2 separate regions of the Ovis aries genome follow, and region 2 is linked to region 1. The links are chromatin contacts, called in public Hi-C maps. All regions are on one chromosome and are shown on one strand. Each heading gives the region's core, a stretch centred on a gene start, on an enhancer-like site or on the middle of the called end of the contact. The rest is flanking DNA. Distances are from core to core; before and after follow the strand shown. Region 1 overlaps IL17B (interleukin 17B). Region 2 has its middle 14 kb from the start of MIR143.

Evidence for each region. A called contact is a pair of places that touch in the nucleus more often than the background predicts.
Region 2: a contact with region 1 is called in a Hi-C map of mixed tissues, with 2.5 times the contacts expected there. The contact joins two enhancer-like sites. A contact is called at or near these places in 8 of 16 Hi-C or Micro-C datasets (blood, liver, mixed tissues and 4 more).

Annotation. Positions count from the first base shown.
Region 1 is chr5:58,555,922-58,558,576 of ARS-UI_Ramb_v3.0, reverse strand. It overlaps IL17B (interleukin 17B), which reads left to right. Exons shown (of 6, transcript XM_042250654.2): 4 at 1,255-1,339. Among named protein-coding and RNA genes, the nearest start is that of IL17B, 19 kb to the left of the region's middle. Within about 2 kb of position 1,331, at least 4 of the 54 cell types and tissues checked have an H3K27ac peak or open chromatin away from gene starts, as enhancers often do.
Region 2 is chr5:58,601,637-58,604,291 of ARS-UI_Ramb_v3.0, reverse strand. No RefSeq gene overlaps it. Among named protein-coding and RNA genes, the nearest start is that of MIR143, 14 kb to the right of the region's middle. Within about 2 kb of position 1,366, at least 31 of the 54 cell types and tissues checked have an H3K27ac peak or open chromatin away from gene starts, as enhancers often do.

The DNA.
Region 1 (2,655 bases), core at 82-2,581:
CTGAGAGCCAAGTTACTATTATCTCCACTGTGCATGAGAAACTAAGTTCAGAGATGTCAAGTAACTTTCCTGAGATTACACAGCTCTGAAGTGGCAGAGGCAGGATTAAAACTCAGGTCTGTCAACCTCTGGAGTCTGAACTCTGACCTCCTGGGCTGCATCTCCTTCTCTGGTTCCCTGCTGCTCTGGCCTCCCATGCTCCACCCCAGCATTACCACCATGTGTCACATATATATAGCTGTTTGGATTGAATGCATCAGGTATTTAGTGAATGCCTACTATGAGCCAGGAATATTGCTGGGTGCCAGACCCACAGCCTGGGAACTCTTACATCTCTATGAGGACTCTGTTTGGGCTTGGGTTCAGTGACTGCCCCAACATGCAGGATCTGGTTTGACGATGTCAAGGTGTGGCTGAGGCAAGCATAGACCCTCCTCAGTGACCAGCTGACCAGTTGGACATTCCTGCCTCCTTGCTGACTGTGATATCCCTCTCAGAATCAAATTTGCTTTGAATCCTCTGTGACTTTGGGCTCTCTGAGCCTCAGTTTCCCCATCTGTAGATTCGGGATAAAATTAAGACCTCACCACAGGGTGGTTGGGAGGATTTAATGAAGCAGTGCATGTGGTACTTCCCTGGCAGTCCAGGGGTTAAGACTCCATGCTTCCAATGCAGAAGGTGCAGGTTCAATCCCTGGTCGGCAGACTAAGATCCCATATGTTGAGCAGTGTGGCCAAAAGATTTTTTAAAACAAACAACCACAAATAACAATGCACATGAGACTTCTCACTGTACTAGGTGGTCTAAGTGGAGGAAGAAATGGCAACCCACTCCAGTATTCTTGCCTGGGAAATCCCATGGACTGAGGAGCCTGATGGGCTACTGTCCATGGGGTTGCAGGAGTTGGACGAGACTGAGCAGCTGAGCATGCATGCATGCAGGTAGTCTGAGTAAGTAGAATTAAGCAGCAGCTATTATTACTTATTGTTTTCCTGAAGATTACGTTGTCCTAGTGCCAGAGGCCTAGGGCCTAACACATGGTAGGTGCTCCAAGTAAAGGCAGTCACTCACACAGCAGACAGAAGCTACCACCCAGCCCCTGCCCCCTCACTCCTGGCTGGTTGTGTGTCATACAGTTCCTACTCTGATCTGGAAGGTGTCCCGGGCACTGGTCCTCATCAACGCTAGGGTTGCTCCGGCGGCCATGGGTAGGCACAAGTCTTTTACTTACCTGGTTCCCTTGTTTTCATCCAGGGAAAAGAAGTGGCTGGCGTCAAAGTTCTGCCAGGGTTTGCCTGCTCCTCTGGGACATCTGGCTTTCTGGTGGTGCCACCTGGCGGTGAGTACAGAACTGCTTCTAGCTGGGCGGCCTCTGAGGGACCTGGTAGCTCTGAGCACAACCATTTCCTGCCCCTTGCTCTCCAGCCCATGTAGCCCTTCCCTCATTCCCCTGTATTGATCACTGACTGTGAGAAAAGACCTAAGGGGTCTCTGTGGGGTCTCTGTTATCATGCCTCCTTCAGGCCTGGCTCTGACCTGCAGGGGAAGGTCCCTCAGTGGTCAGGCAGGGTTCATCCTCAGGATACCCTTCAGGTCTGATGACCTCTCAGTGGTTTCTAGAAACCAAAGTTGGAAGAACGGGCCTGCTTCCTGGCTTGAACTGGCCCAGGAATGGGAAACCCAATGATGGTGACTGGGTCCATCCTTGACTCCTCACTGTACCTGCTTAAGTATCCACAGATCCCCCTCCTCTCTCTGGGGCCACCAGAAGGACTGGCCTGGCTTCTAGGTTCTCTGTCTTTTAAAAAAATACTTGAATTTATTTATTTGCCTGTATTAGGTCTTGGTTGTGGCACATGGGATCTTCAGTTGTAGCACGCGAACCCTTAGTTGTAGCATGTGGGATCTAGTTCCCTGACCAGGGACTGAATCCAGGCCCCCTGCTTAAGAATTAGGAGAATAAATTGTGCTTGAACCAGCCTTACTCAGCTTTGCACCAACATGCTGTGTGAGTTTGGGTAAGGCCTGTCCCTCCCTGGGCCTTGGTCTTCCTGTGGTAGAATGGTGATGGGGCAGGTGATGGGTGAGGAGCCCTGTAGTTCCCTGACTGGGGCCTGGGTAAGGTGCAGATTTCTGGGACTGCCTCATTAGAACTCTGGGGCCAGGACCCTGGAATCTGTGAAGTTGGAAGCTGAGGCAGCCAAGCCCTGTCTTTGGGAGATGGAAGCCCGCAGTGTGTGTTGCTGGCAGGGAAGAAGAGTGTGGTGGTTTCAGGGGTCCTGAGAAACTGAGGAGCCCCCTTGTAGCCCAATCCCCATCTTTTAATTTCTCCCTTTCTGTGGATGCAGGGAGGGGGCCCCCGGCTGCATGTCTGTGGGACCCTACCAGCAGCAACATCAGAAGGGCAGCAAGAAGGCTGCACAGGTTACAACCAGCTTGCCCTCATCCTTTGCCTCCTCATGCTGGCTGTTTCACACGTCCAAAGGACAGTGGTGTTGGGGCTGGGGCAGCCTGGGGTGGGACTGGGGGCCTTTGTTGCTTGAGGAGGTATTTTCAGAGTCCCCCTCCCTCTGGAGTTTCCAGTGATAGAATAGAGCCCTGTCTAGTATTTGACCAAATATGGTGGTATCTCTCATGAGCTCGAGCCTCAGCCAG
Region 2 (2,655 bases), core at 117-2,616, 46 kb before region 1:
TGGGTGTTTTGTTTGAATGAGGGCCTTTTTGAGAGGTGGTGGTGGAAAAGGTCAAGACCACAGGTCAAATGAATGGAGCTTGAGAATTGAGACTCTAGGACGATGAGGAGAGGAATTTTGCTTTTCAGTGGCTGGGAACTCAGCTGGTGGGAGAGAGAGGCCAAGGTCAAGGGTTCAGCTCAAGAGGCTGACTGGCAGTGGATGGGAAGGCGAGTGCAGAGGGATGGTCAGGAGATCATGAGGCTGGCCCTGGGGCTCTGAAATCACAGATCACTGGGTCCTTACAAGGTTAGAAGGCCCAGGTCTGGAGAAACAAGTGTTACACTTTTAATGCTTCTACCCTCTTGTGTTTCTTTTTCATTATCCTGTTTTATTTAGGATTTAACCTTCTAAATCATCTCAAATCCCTTTTGAAAGTGGGTGGGAGGCAATGGCTCACAGTATTCTGAGAGCTGGGATTAACCCTGGAACCCAACATGAGGGACCAGAGCTGGCAGACAGCCCCCTGACTCCACTGGCTTTTCTTGGGAAAGGCCCTCCGGTGTGTGAATGTGTGAGTGTGTGTGAGTGTATATGTGTACAAGTTGTGTGTGTGAGTGCTTGTGAGAGGTGGGTGAAAAAAATGGGTGTGTGCTTGTATGTGCTTGAGAGTATGAATGTATGTGAATTATGCGTGTACACAAGTGTGAGTATGAAGAAAGTTGGGTGAAACTGGATGTGGATTCGTGTGTGCAAGGGTGTTTGTGTGAACGTGCGTGTGATCATGAATGTGTGTGTTGGTGCGATATGAATGTCTATGTGTGTATCAGTTGGGTGTGATGTGGGTGGAAATGCATGTTAGTGTGTTGAGAGCATGCTGATGGGAGAACAGGAGTGTATGCTGAGTGTGTGTGGGTTAAGTCCCTCCCCATCACAGCATCAGCGTGATCTTCAGAAAACCTAGTTTTCTGGATTGGTTCACAGACAAAGAAAGTGCTGGGTGTGAGCTGCTTCTAGGACCAGCCCCCTACCCGACCCTGTGACCCTTCCCCACAGACTGTCCCGGCAGCCTCCCCGCCCCCATCCCCACCCCCGCCCCACCCCCCCTTCCTCTGCCCTTGTGGCCTCCTTCCGCAAGCTGATCACGGCTGGGGCATCCCCACCTCGCCCTTGCCCCTGCACCGCCCCGCCCCAGCCCCAAGGCTGCTCTGCCCCTCCGCGGGTAGGAGAGTGATGAGAGGTGGGCCGCCCCAGGGCCGAGATCCAAGAGAATGCCGCTGCGCCAGAGGCCCTTGTGAAACTTTTTCCTGACAGCAGTGAGGCTGAAAATCCCCAGGCCTCCGCCTTCGTGGACTGACGAGGTCACGGCTCCCTTGCGCTGGGATCCCGCTCTCTGCCGCCCTCTTCTGGGCGTCCGTCGCCTGCGGACGCAGAGGGAAGCCGGCCTCGCACCGCACCCCACCCGCTTTGCTGCCACACAGGGCTCAGGGGGACGCTTTCCAAGGCCTAGGATCCGAGTTTATTGTCTCTTCGATGCTTATTGCAGGTCTGACACTCGCTGGATGCCAGGAAGAGAAAATGAATGTATACATTGGCTCACTGGTCGAAGGGGAAACTGAGGCCCAGGTCGGGGAACCCAGTGAGCTGGTTGCTCACGCAGAATGCAGACTATCAAGTGCCCAAGGCTTGCCCTCCCGTAGCTTCATGGATACGGGGAGGCGGGCGAGTCCTGGCCTTTTCCTGCTCAGCATGAACCTTTCTCAGCTCACTGGGCTGCCCTACTAATTGGAGCAACGGGGCCAGACTGGGGAAGTGGGCGGTGAGGAGCAGAACCCAGCCTGCCTCTGCCGGGTGCCCAGGCCAGTCCTACGGCGACTTTGCTGAGCTGGCGGCCCACGCCCGGGTGCACAATGTTGCTGACACAGACACACCCGGGAGCCTAAGGGTATGTGTGTGTGTGTGTGTTGGGGGAGGGGGAACCTAGGCGCGTCCACCCCACCCACTGCCTCTGCTATAGAGTCATTATCCCTCGGGGTAGAGGGAGACACCAGAGGCTGAGTTGCCAAAGGCCCCTGCAGGTGTTCAAGCCTCTCCCACCAGACCCAGAAGCTCCCCAGGGGGGCTCGTTTGCTCTCACGGGCTGCCCTGGGCGTGTCCCTCCGGTGAGACAGGGCCACCTGGTTCCCAGCCTGGGGCTCCCAGAGATAGCCCACTCCCTTCTTTACTAGTTGCTCAGTGCAGAAAAAGGGGAAGCACAGAGAAGCAGAAAGAAAGCAAAACCACCTGAGGTACCAACCAGTGATCAGCCCCACTCCCCAAATAGGCCCATTCACTCTGCTGTTGCCGGAGGCTAAATGGATTCCTCCCCGTCCACCTTCTCCAGGACTGAACTTCTCCTTCCTGACCTCTCCGGGCGGCCTCACCCAGTCCACCCAGCCACTGTCCCTTGAACCCAGATTGTCTCCACCTCAAGGATAGGCCTCTGTGACCTCCCTCCTGTTCTGTCCCTTCCCCCATTATGCCTGCCTCCATGATGGCCCAGGGGCCCTGTGGGGCCGTAGGGTCTAAGATCTCATTTCTAAGTGAGATGACTGGGTCAGCCACTCTTCTGCTGTGAAACCCGCCCTGGGCCTTCAAGGCTCCACCAGTCCTGCCTAACGCCACCCCAGCCATTAT